Regions from separate parts of the Mus musculus genome. Here regions 2 and 3 are each linked to region 1. The links are chromatin contacts, called in public HiChIP or PLAC-seq maps. All regions are on one chromosome and are shown on one strand. Each heading gives the region's core, a stretch centred on a gene start, on an enhancer-like site or on the middle of the called end of the contact. The rest is flanking DNA. Distances are from core to core; before and after follow the strand shown.

What was found. HiChIP or PLAC-seq counts read pairs in DNA pulled down with a chosen protein or histone mark.
Region 2: a contact with region 1 is called in an H3K27ac HiChIP or PLAC-seq map of large pre-B cells, with 7 times the contacts expected there. The contact joins two enhancer-like sites. A contact is called at or near these places in 1 of 15 datasets of contacts at CTCF or cohesin (large pre-B cells), 4 of 484 Hi-C or Micro-C datasets (bone marrow-derived macrophages, embryonic fibroblasts, pancreatic cancer cells and 1 more) and 2 of 115 datasets of contacts at active chromatin or transcription factors (extraembryonic endoderm stem cells and large pre-B cells).
Region 3: a contact with region 1 is called in an H3K27ac HiChIP or PLAC-seq map of large pre-B cells, with 4 times the contacts expected there. The contact joins two enhancer-like sites. A contact is called at or near these places in 2 of 115 datasets of contacts at active chromatin or transcription factors (large pre-B cells and memory CD8 T cells).

What each region holds. Positions count from the first base shown.
Region 1 is chr3:52,320,271-52,324,530 of GRCm38.p6, forward strand. All of the region lies in intron 1 of Foxo1 (forkhead box O1), which reads left to right. Among named protein-coding and RNA genes, the nearest start is that of Foxo1, 54 kb to the left of the region's middle. Within about 2 kb of position 2,906, at least 46 of the 459 cell types and tissues checked have an H3K27ac peak or open chromatin away from gene starts, as enhancers often do.
Region 2 is chr3:52,839,114-52,843,285 of GRCm38.p6, forward strand. No RefSeq gene overlaps it. Among named protein-coding and RNA genes, the nearest start is that of Gm30292, 43 kb to the left of the region's middle. Within about 2 kb of position 1,253, at least 56 of the 459 cell types and tissues checked have an H3K27ac peak or open chromatin away from gene starts, as enhancers often do.
Region 3 is chr3:52,921,126-52,925,436 of GRCm38.p6, forward strand. Gm20750 (predicted gene, 20750) reads right to left here. Exons shown (of 5, transcript NR_040555.1): 2 at 3,466-3,569. Among named protein-coding and RNA genes, the nearest start is that of Gm20750, 4.4 kb to the right of the region's middle. Within about 2 kb of position 2,981, at least 29 of the 459 cell types and tissues checked have an H3K27ac peak or open chromatin away from gene starts, as enhancers often do.

The DNA.
Region 1 (4,260 bases), core at 1,656-4,155:
GCACTTGAGAACTTAGACCCTACTCAGAGCTTAGGGGAAGATGGGAGGACTAAGGCTTGGAAGTTTGAGTGTCGGCAATCCATGGCACCATTTTGTATCCAGCCTTTCTCATGTACGGGAAAGTCAAGTTTCTTTGATAGATTTTTCTTAAGTTACAAAGTGATTGAGAAGATGGAAATATCTCTAACAGTTTTGACTGAGGTAGCACTGGAATCTCTTACCTCAAGGAGAATTTTACATGCCACTGAACCAAAAGGCCTACATTTCAGCCAGTTCCGCCCTGCATCCACTCAGGACAAGACGGTCACTGTGTCTGTAGAGAAGACCTGTCTGCTTTGGAGCTCTTTAGTTTACACCTGTAGTTTCTGCAGGGTCAGCCATGTCAAACGCACTGCCCTCACTGTATCTCCTTTGTCTGTATGCAAGCAGCGTGTTCCAGATGTCCACACAGGGCAGGCTCCTCCTCAGCTGTGACTTGTTATAGAGTCTAATTGTTTGCGGCACGTGACTGTTGAACAAGAAGAGCTGCTTGCTGACTTCTGGGGCAGTACGCTGAGGTGATGTTTAAGGAGACCCTTATAAAAGTCAAGCCTTTCTTTGAATGTTTTACCATGTAAATATATTTCAAAAAAAGAAGAAGAAGAAGAAGAGGTGACCAGTACAGTTCTTGCTGAATGACAAAGCACTTCAAAATTCAATGGCTAAACCAGCAGTTTCAGTAGGACCAGGAAGACTGCTCCTTTTGGCTGCGTATTTGGAGTGGGCAGGGATGGTCCAGAACCTGAGTGTGCGGCGTGAGTGAGAGGCTGTATGCTGGCGCAATGTCAGCAGCTGGGGCTCCACAAGCAGGAACATTTCTTCCTGCTCCTTCAAAACAGAAAAACTCACTTTGTGGCTTTCGCATCAAGTTATTCAACCATATATATACATGTATATGTGTATATACACACACACACACACACATACATACAAATACACACTGACACCTACTACAAGAAAATAGGCACCCAGAACACCAAAACAGTGAAATTTCAAAACAACTGGCTTTTCTGTTCCTAAGTGTTGTCAGTTTATGGACCTACTAAATATTTATTTCTTCAGTTCCAGCTATGTTTACCAACTGGGTCCTGTCCTAGCCTCAGCCTAGGTTGACTCTCCACTGAGTCCCCTCTTCAGTTGGTCTGAGCTGAGTTTGCTTTCTTAGCTTCTGGGAGGAGGTCATAGTACCATGTATTCAAGTGGAATCTCCAACCAGACCACTGTCCACATCTCTGTAGGTCAGAGCAAGTTAGCAACTGTTCTTTCTCCTCAGTGGACCTGCAGAGTGGCACTGTCAGTCCTGTCTAAAGGTTTTTAGAGCCTGAGCATCGTGCTATTCCTATACATAGATTAAAGACCAGAAAGCAGAGGCATGGACTGCAGAAAGATAGACAGTGATAGAATGCAAGAGACTGCTAAAAAGCCAGTGTGGAAAGGTGAATTTAGCTTGAAAGATAATGTGATCTTAGCAGTTTAGTAGTTATAAGTCTGGCTGTGAGTGAACCATCAAAATGTAAGATGTATCCTGCTACCCTAGCATATCAGTTGACTTGTTTATTGATTTAGAGAAAAGCTGCAGAGAAGGCATTACTTGTGGTATATTGTTTAAAGTGGAGTAGCTCTTAGTGTGTGCCCCCACCCCATCTCCCACCCCACCCCCATGCCTACTGGGCTTCCACAGAGCAAACAGATTGAGTTAGTGCCTTGGCGCTCTGGCTTGGTGTTAGCATTGTTTCATCTTCAGCATTTCAGGATTCTCTCTCTGGAACTATCACTTATTGGGCAGCTGGAGTCTGCTCTGCAGAACACAAAGCACGTTTGCCACCCTCTTTCCTCTCTTGGTTGGGTTACTTAGAAAGGGCCTTCTCTAATTTCTTAATTCTATGATCGTAGCATTTAAAGAGTCTTGTGTTCTCAGTTGAATCACTGAGTAGCCAAAAGGTCACTGGCTGGAGGATGCCTCCTGGTTCTTTGCTTCCTGTCTTACACCTGGTGCCTCTTTCCAAGGTTGGCAAATGAAAAGGAAACTTGAGGCAGTCTCTCTCCTGCATTCACTTGACAGGTAACAAGCTCTCACACCCTTGACTTAAACCTGGGAGGAGGTGTGTTTGAGAAGTGATCATTTTTGGGGGGTGAGGGGAGTGTTTTGGGGACAGTGGCCTCCTGGAGTCTTCATGTAAGAAGTAGCTATTAATCTCAGCAGCAGGTAATAGTGTGGTTAGGCCACAGTGTAGGTCCCTCCCTTAGTCTGTTTGCTCGTGTGGCTTAGGTACAAGATACTGCTCAGTCTAGTTCATTGTTATGTAAGAAGAGGTCTGATTGGTCATCTGAGTGGGATTGCCCGTCACTGTTGGCAGTCACTCTTGGACAGCAATGGCATTTTAGAAAACATTTTATTACATCTGGTACTTATTGTATGCACAGGTTCAAGCACAGTTGTGGGACTCTGAGAAGTCACTGCCCCTTCCACTGTGTGGGCAGGCTCTGGGGGTTGATGGTGTGGTCAGGCCCCACAGTAAGTGCCCTTCCCTGCTGAGCCATCCTGCTAACCCAGAGGTGGCGGCATCTAAGGAGTGTTTCAGACTTGTTTCAGAGGTGTTATTGGAGGAGTAGAGTAGGACTCTTAAACGGCAGAGAGGGAAAGGGCTGGCATTCTTATATGTAGACTTCCAGGAAGACTTTTTTTTTTTTTCTATAATTGCATACTTGACAAAAGAGCAAGGCTTTTGTAACTCCTCTCTGCTATTTCCTTCCTCACATCTTTGTTTCTGAGCAGCCTTAAACATTTTGGTTTGGGCGCTGTCTAGTCCTGCTCCAAGGACTGGCTGCAGCTCCTCTGTGAGCTCCTCTATGCAGCCGCCTGGAAGCTGCCCGAGCTGCACGTGTCAACATGCATTTCCTGTGTCTCAGCTCCTGCAAGGCTGCAGTGCCGCTTTGAAATTGCTTTGAAAGACTTGGTAATCTGTTCAGATGTATTTAGGAGGTAGCAGAATTCATTATTTGACTTATGTTACTGGTTAATTACCCAAACTGGAGCATGTTTCTCTTTCCAAATTGAGTGTTGAGAGAATAACAAAGACCAAATATTTTACAACACAGACCTTTGAGTTTAACTCTGAAATAGATCTTTTCTTTGCAGTACTTCTGGTTTTAGTGACACTTACTACTGTGTACTGTCTATTTTTAGCAAACTTTGAATTCTAAGTAAATAAAAAATTAACTAAATTGGTTTTTAAAATAATACAGATTGTACTTTTTTTTAGTTTCCCATGTCCTAATTGGAAAAGAAGGTCTTACTTGGGATAGAAATGCACATTTTGTGCCAGCCTCTTCTTTGGAATTGGCAAGCGTTGTATTGAGTTGTTTATGAGAGTAGATAGAAGTGTTTGACATTTCTTTTAATGCATATTATTGCTGTCATTTTTTTAAATTGACATAAAAGTTGTACACGTTAAGAGGCACCTGGTAAATAAATGTTTCCACATCCTCGAATTGTGATGTTCAAATCAGGGAAAGAGTATCTAGCCTCTTAAATATTCTTTTCAAAAAACATTCAAGATCTTTAAGAAGCTTTTATTGAAATACTTAGCATGTTATCCTCATGCTTTGTCAGCCTGTCACCCAGAGTATTTCTCCCCTCCAGCTGTAATTAAAACCCTTTGACTAAGCCCCGTCCTGACCTCCAGTAGCAATGCTCAGTCAGCGTCTGTTGAAACCAACATTCTATATTGCATGTACTGGTGAGACTGTATAGCTGTCTTATATAATGTGCTTCAGGTCTGCTCACGTTTAAATGGTAAGACGTTGTCCTTTTTATAGCTGAATAGATAGTCCATGATGTGTCGTTATACACTCGTCAGTTACCACCTGTCTTAGGGATAGTAGATATCAGTGGTGCTTTGAGACCATTTGTGTTTGCTCTGTTTGTTACTGATGTAGTGACAAACCTTTTTTTTTAATGAATTTATTTATTTATATGTATGAATACACTGTTACTATCTTCAGACACACCTGAAGAGGGCATCCGATCTTGCTACAGATGGTTATGAGCCACCATGTGGTAGCTGGGAATTGAACTCAAAACCTCTGGAAGAGCAGTCAGTGCTCTTAAATACTTAGCCATCTCTCCAGCCCCAGACCTTGTTTTTACCAAGAAAAGTCGCATATGTGCCCACTTGACTTCATTGAAGATTTATTTAAGGCTTGGCCTGAGTAAACCTA
Region 2 (4,172 bases), core at 3-2,502, 520 kb after region 1:
AACTGATTGATGATGGGGGTGGGGCTAAGAAAGAACAGCTTCTAATATCAGATTTGAATAAGATCCTGGTCTGAACAGCTTTAAGGCATCTGTGTGCACATGATCAACGGGGTCCGTGGTCACAAAACTCTTGCAGAAACGGAGGTAGAATCATTTTGAGCCTGTGGAAGCAGTCTACATCCCTGCAGGCTAGCCTAGCTCCTGAGACATTCTGTCATGGCATCCATCCTCCCTCCAGCATCCAGGACTTCTGCGCGCTAATTGGGTTTAAGGAAAACCTGTAATCCCAGTGTTCTGGCAGCTGGGACAGAAAGACTGAAAGCTTAAGGGCAGCCTGGGCTACAGAGTGAGTGATACATTGTCTCAAAAATAAAATCATAAAATAGCTCAAAATAAAATCAATAGAAGTATTTCTGTTTAAAGTACTGAATATTTAAATACTGACTATAAGAATGGACAGCACTCTTGTCTGAAGCTGTAGTCATCAGATGGCTCCCGGAAAAGCATCAACGACCCCCGAGACTTCTGTGTATACCCTGTGGGCAACTCATTTTTATCAGAATCTTTCTTCTCCTTCCTGTGTTGCCAGAACCTTTTGGACATGGGTTCTGGACCAGGAAAGACTATAGTCAGTAGAAATGCACTTGTTGCACCCTGAAGCTTCTCTGGGTCCATCCAACTCTTGGACCTGGGGACTTCCCAAGACTTTGCCCTAGGCTGCTGGAGAGTCTCATCTGTCTTCTCTGCTTGGCTGTACACTCACTGATGGCTAATGGGAGCAGGCTGTAGCGTGGGAAAGGCGAAGAGGGTTGCTACAGTGTTGCGGAGACTCAACGCTAGGCAGACTCTAGCTACCTTTGACAGCGACAGGCTGTTGAAGAGCAAGCGCTGCCTGCAGAGAGCTGGACTGTGGTTTGCTACTGTGGACACTGACTTCATTTGTTCTTATTTCTTGTTCTCAAGACAGCCTATGAATGCAGACTTGCCTGGAATTTTGAAGTGCATAGATTATTAAGGTAGGGAAGAGAAAATGTGGGTGTTAGAGGGGGACCACACCCAGGCAGCTGCCTAGGATACAGGCTCTGTAGTGTATTCTAGAAGTCCCTGGCAGAGCTCGGCCTCCAACAGAATTCTCCTCTGCCCTGAGACCGCCCATCTTCTCCTTCCAGGTTGTCTCAGCAGAACTCACCGTCTTGGCTGGCCTCTTCAGCCCTGGTTCATCTTCTCATCTGTCAGGGACCCACCTGTGGCTTTAATGTGGGCCTGCCTGAGCCCCACCCTCCTACACCCTGTGGTTATCGGTCCTCCACCCTGATCTTATCATCTGCAGGAAATCAAAACACCATGTGTGTGAGCATAAAATTCTGTCATTTATTTGTGTTGCAGACTTCAGGAAGAGGAGAGAAAGAGAAAAAAAAAAAATCACAGTTCACTTTTCATTAAAAAAAAGGGGAGGGGGGTCACAACGTTTAATTCTTAGTGACCTAAAGTCAGCTAAAGTCAGCTTCACTAACGACCAGGAAATGCCTGACCCTCGGGTCCTCACTGTTGTCATGAACTCCAAACGTTTTAAAAATGGAAATTAAAAAAAAAAAAAGTAATTACCTCTTAGCGTGTTAAAAAGTTAAGTTGAATTGCCCATTACCATGGAGATGGCTTCCTGTTTACCACACTGGTCGCCCAGCTGTTGAAGACCAGCCACCCAGCCAATGAAAAGACAGCTTTTAGCTTCCCTTATTCCATTAGTGCTTCAAATAGTGAGTCAATACAACCTGTAATTTACTAGTCGGTAAAATTTGATAAATTGTGTTTTCATATATATTAGTGGTTTTACGTTTAACAAAGTCCATCATATGGAATTACCACTATGGTTAAAAACATTATTTTATATTTTGAGAGGTAGGGGCTTCCCTGTGCTTAAAATGCCTACCCTGTGCCTTTTAAAATTCTGGTATAGCATTCTGGTACTTCAGACAGCCTCCTGCAATAAGGAATTGTCCTCTTTCCTCTTCACTGGTCAAGAAAGCTGCACTATTACCCAATACTGATACATAATATCCTTTATAACAAAATCAAGACTCTGGCTACCAATCCCCAAAGACCCTAGGATTCTAAAGTACACTATTTTGTGTCTGATAATAAATAAAAATTATTTGAAAATTGAGAAGTTTTTATTTTTCTTCCCGGCCTGCATGTAAAAATATTATCAAGCTACCTAATGAGTCCAAGGAGATGGGACCACAGATTTCAGTAACTAAATCATTTGAAGAAGAGAGGTATGGGGACTTGGGTGGAAGTGCCATGCACCTGGGAATGTGGCGATATTCGATACAAAGTATGGCGATAAAGAAGAGAGTAAAGTGTGTAAGCAGGAGGAAGCCAGCTCCCAGCAGTTTGTTGGAAAGCTTCAAAAGAGCCCTCCTGTGAAACAGTCGGCAGCTAACCACAGCTCTGGGAGGCTTCTCCTCACCTTGGAAGAAGCTCAAAGCTTCCCTAATGAGCCCTCAGGTCTCCACAGTTTCCTGCCCAGACCTTTTGGGTCTGGTCTTTTTGTCCCTTTCCTGCTACCTCCCTGTCCTTCTCAGAGGCCTTTGTGCAGCACCAATGGCTTTGGAATATAACTATCTATGCCACTGAAAATGGTGGCATCTTGAGGCAGAATGTGCTGTGCACTTAAACTTTATCTTAAGCAATTTAGGTATCTGCGGTAATGTTCGAATGGGATAAGCATATCTTAGTGGAACCCTGGCAGTACCAAACTCTGTACAAGAAGATTTCTTAAGGGAGGTTTTGAGACAATGTTTCTTTGTATAGCCCTGAATTCACTCTGGAGGCCAAGCTGGCCTTGAACTTAGAGATCCACCTGCCTCCTCAACGCTGGAGTGCACCACTACAGTCCCACTGCAAGAAGACTCTTATATAAAATAGCTTAATGTTTGTGCATAGCCTAGGTCCACCCCCCTGAACACTTCAGATTAATCTAGAACAGTACAATATCCAACCCATTGCAAGCATGGTGAATAGTTGTACGAAATGTTTAGAGAATTGTGACAAGATAAAAGGTTTGAATGTAACTCTGGTGGTGTGACATCTTCCCAGTGAGTCTGGAATTTAGTCTGAAAGCCATTCAGTGAGGGATGGAAAGAACGATACAGAGTTCAGGCAAACGTGGATGCCGTTTGAGTAGAATTGCTTGTGCATCCTCGTTGGGGGCTGGCCTCTGCCCTAAGTCAATTCTATTGATGATACTTGTGCACTTATCAGAAATACTCCCTTCTCCCTCAAGAGACTTTATATCTGAAACACAGATGTATTTTTTTAAAATCCACCACTTGAAGTATTGTCAACAGACCCACAGAATTCTACCATGTATTTTCCAGTTCATTGTCCAATACCAACCCTGAGTGCCAAGTGGGAAAGGCTGGCATTTTTGTCATTATTCATTGTGGAAGGAAGGGCTCCGTTTGCTCGGCAGGAGGTGAAAGTTTGGTTTCCATCTTCTAAGAGGATAGAGGGGAAAGGTCGTGGGCAGACGAGCCAGTGGGATGGCTGCGCATGTTCTTGATGTTGAGGATACACAGCAGAGTGGAAGGACATTGGCTGTGAACTAGTGAAGAGGTGTTGTCTGGAAGCACCAGAAGGTTGCCGCTGCCTCCGGCAAGCAATGACGATGTGAGCACTGGAATCCAGAGCCCTGCCTTGCTTCCAGCCTAAAGTGGGGACACATTGATGCCTCAAGAATTAGAATTATTGTCATTACGTCGCACAAATGCTTCTACTTCTGTTTGCTTTGATTCTTGGCTTTGGTCAGGATATTTGGGACGCCTCTCTTTAAACAGCTTACATGATCTCTGTCAGCTTGTTACATAAAAAGGCATGAAAGGTTGTGAACTCCTGCCTCCTGCAAGAGGAAGAAGGAGCTGAACGAGGAGGTGGCACAGAGTGTACCCCTCCTGTCTGACACGTGTCGGGCAGCAGTAGGTGCTGTTCACAGAGACACCGTCTGCCTGCCTCCAGAGAGACGGGCACACACAGCATCAGCAGTGCGTGACAGCTTATTTTCTTAGCCTCTAAGCTAAATGGTCAAACACTTCTATTCTGGAGAAGATGAAGAAAAAAAAAAAACAAAACAGATAAATGCACGCAATTTTTCCCCTTCCTGTGTCTGGGTT
Region 3 (4,311 bases), core at 1,731-4,230, 600 kb after region 1:
TCAAAAAGGTGGACTCCAGAAAATCAAATAACCCCATTAAAAATGGGGCACAGAGCTAAACAAAGAATTCTCACCTGAGGAATACCGAATGGCTGAGAAGCACCTGAAAAAATGTTCAACATCCTTAATCATCAGGGAAATGCAAATCAAAACAACCCTGAGATTCCACCTCACACCAGTCAGAATGGCTAAGATCAAAAATTCAGGTGACAGCAGATGCTGGCGAGGATGTGGAGAAAGAGGAACACTCCTCCATTGTTGGTGGGACTGCAAGCTTGTACAACCACTCTGGAAATCAGTCTGGCGGTTTCTCAGAAAATTGGACATAGTACTACCGGAGGATCCAGCAATACCTCTCCTGGGCATATATCCAGAAGATGTCCCAACCGGTAAGAAGGACACATGCTCCAGTATGTTCATAGCAGCCTTATTTATAATAGCCAGAAGCTGGAAAGAACCCAGATGTCCCTCACTATCTCTTAGCCTTGATCTCCATCAGATCCTTTCCTAAGTAATGCAGCTGGGGTCTGGGGCTCTAAGAGTGGAGTTAACTCATTCCAAAGTGTAAGAATTCGAGACAAGTTCCACTAGCCAGAAGGCAGTCAATTAACTTTCTCACTGAAACTGTTCTTAAATTATGAGTCTCCTCGCTGACACAATCACACCCTCCTAATAGAAACATGAGATTAAGTGTTTTAGACCTAATATCCTAACTGGAAGTAAAGATATATTCTAAGTTAAGGCTTGGGGGCTTAAAACTGGAAAGAAGAATATGAGAGGTCTTTCTGTCATCGTTGCTTACAGTAGTAATATTAAGAGATAGCACTGGACGCTAAGTCTATGGAGAGTCCTGATCAAGTGTTTTAGGTGTATCAACTGATTAAATTCCTAAGCAAATCTATCTACAATGTAAACATTGGTCTAACAGTGGAGCAATGAAGAAGAGAAGATAAAAACCCATTGCCTAAAGTGAAGCTTTTAATGCCTACCTGTCCATTGTTTGGGGGGATGCTCTAAACAGACTCTTAATCACAAATCCTCAAATACTAATGTTTTAATTTTAAAACGCTTGTATTACAGTCCCATCTTGTAACTGACTTGGGGGTCCCTTTCCCTCAATGATCTAACGCTGCGTTTGTGATGTTTCAACTTGAGTAAGTGTTCAAATAAAAATGCCTCTCATTGTAACAACCTCAATAAAAGGTATTTGCATTTCTGAACATTAAGTATTCCTGGAATTGTTAGCTAAAACAAACGCTCCCCCCCCACACACTAAATTACTTTGTCAGCATATTTTGTCTCACAGAAATGAAGCACTCAAGAGAGTGCTTCCATAGCCAATAGCCCCAAAACATGTGATGGTTTGATGTACAAGCTCTGAACTCAGGAAACGGGAGTCGATTCGAGTTCAGACTTTTCACTAGCTGGTTGCTCCTGGGAAAATTGCTTAATCTCTCCAATCCTCAACTTTCTCGTCAGTAGAATGTGAATGGCAATATCCAAGAAATGGGATTGGTGTAATAAATCAACAGAGGCAAAGCCAAGTGTACGCGTGAGACTCTGACCTATTAACTGTTGTTACGGTAACAGCTCACTTTATACCTCTGTCCTTTGGGCAACCAATACATACAAAGCCCGGTAGTGCTCCTTGTTGTCATGTATAACAACCTGTTAAAGGGCAAGTCTGAGTGGGAGTTTCTGAGAACATTGCCTGTGCGTGTGTCTTTAAAACAATTCTCAACTTTAACCTGGTCTACCTTATTTCAGCTATGAAGCTCAGAAGCAGATCTATGCTAGATGCACATAATCTGACTTTCGGCCCCGTTCTAGATTTAAAAAAATGAGTCACAGACTATAATTCTTAAGAGGCAAATCGTTACCAGTATAACTTGGTATCCTATTAGGGAGAATAAAATTCTTCAATCAGATCTTGAGTTACTATGTTTCAAACAAACTCTTCCTGGCAGAGTCCTAGCAAAATCAATAAATAATAAAGAAAGAAAGTAACTCTGGGGCTGGAGAGATGGCTCAGCACTTGAGAGCACTGACTGCTCTTCTAGAGGTCCTGAGTTCAATTCCCAGCAACCACATGGTGGCTCACAAACATCTGCAATGGGGTCTGATGTCCTCTTCTTGTGTGTTTGAAGAGAGCAATGGTGTACTCATATACATAAAATAAATAAAAATTTAAAAAATCTTAAAAAAAAAAAGTAACTATGCACTCACAGTGTACGTGTTGTCCTAGTTAGTTTTACCATTGCTGGGATGAAACTCACCAAAAACAACTTGGGGGATCAAGGGGTTTATTTGGCCCATAGTTATCCCATCGTCAAGGGAAACCAGGGAGGGAACTCAAGAAAGGAACCCGGGAGAGGAAGCGAGGCAGCATGGAGGAGCTCTGCATGGTGGCTTGCGTCCCGTGTGTTTTATACTGCACGGGACAACCCACAGTGGTCTAGACCCTCCTACATTAATGAGAAATCACAAACCACACCCGCTCAGACAGTCCATAGGCCAATCTGATGGGGGCAATTCCGTGTTGAGGTTCCCTCTTCCCAGGTGGGTCATGCTTGCAACCACCTGCCAGATGCATGCTGACGCATCCTAGAGTAGCATCTTAAAGGCTACCCACGCTAGGAAACAAGGCAGCAAAGGTGAAATAACTAGGAAATTTATTCATGGGTGATGTCATCTCAATTTTGAGATCACACTTTTATCTTATTTTAATTCACCGTTCTAAAGCCCATGGCCACTAGGACATTTGTTAAAAACTGAAAGACCACTAATACTCAAGAGTCTAAAACTGCATCAATATGTATTTATAGCTTTTAGTTTCTCTTTCTGTTTGGGTGATATATGCAGTATATAATCTTATTGAAGTAATAAGTAGATATTATTTCCGTCTTCAACAGCGAAGTTCCCCATTTTGTCTTCTGTTCTTTAGCATTAGTTTCTGTTCCCTCTCAGAATAAAGAAAGTCTTTCTTTCACAGCTTCCAATGCTTACAAGAGACCTGGGGCTGCTGGGTTCTACAAGTAGCCACATCTGGGGAGCCAGAGCTCTCATTCCCAGTTCCCATTGATTCTGTGATTTAACAAAAACATCATGGGGCCAGCAAGATGACTCAGCTGGTAAAGCCACCTGCATCCAAGCCTGACAATTCAGGATCAACCCTCAGGACCTACAGGTTCCTGAAAGTTGTAGTCTCCAAAAGCACCCTGGTGCATACAGCACCACCCCCTACACACACACACACACCACTGCTGCCCATGAATAATATTGCAGAGAGAGAGAGAGAGAGAGAGAGAGAGAGAGAGAGAGAGAGAGAGAGAGAGAGAAATTGTGTCAGAATTAGAAGAATCAGACCGGTGAAACCCATCCCCCCATCTTCCACCACATATTAAAGAACTAGAAACTTTGTATGTAGGAAATCTTTTTGGAGTGTAACCGTGGTTGATTAATTACCTTTGTCGTGAATCTCTTTTCTGAGCATTCGCTCTGTAACCTGGGATACTCTTCACATTTGCATCTGAAACAGGCCAGTAGTCGGACATCTTATCCATTTGTTTCTAGTGAAAGAAGGGTACAATAATTGCAACCACAGAAAACAACCATGAAGCCACAAAATGAATTCAACAAGGCCTTGAATTCTGCAGTAAGGAGGAAAAACAGCAAGGGAGTCTACAGCAGGGCCCTAACTATTTATATAAACCATTCAACTCTTTTAACAGGATTAGAGACCAGAGACAATACAACAAATCTGCTGGGTTTGATTGACAGGACTCTCTGGGTGCCTATTAGGCAGTTTCCTGAGACTTGAAGTATTTCAGGTTTAAAATTTTGTAGCAAAACAACGTTTCTAAGTTTCCATGATGGGAAGATGACTTTTAATGGGAGGGAAAAAAAAGTCTCAAAGCTGGAGAGCCTATTTGTATACCCAGTTTGAGAAAAACCAAAACACGGTAACTTTCCAGAAGAAAATTGAAAACAGAGTTTGTACCTCCTCTGTGTGCTTTAGTAACCGCGGCCTGGTGTGGGAGTCTGGGTATTATTCAGCATGTCCACACTTAGTGTCTGTGCCTTGGGACTTTAGCTACTACCTGATTTTCAGTTATACTGTTTCTTCTTGAGTCATTCCTTGGCCATGGAGTCCTTTTATGAAGTCACAATAAATACAAATTTGCCTAGTAGTCTTTACAAATTGTTAAAACAACAGGACTTGGACAGATGCTCAGCCATTTGCTGATCCGGGATAGGTTTCCAGCATCCACATAGCAGCTCCGAAGCATCTGAGCTGTCTAGTCCCAGGGC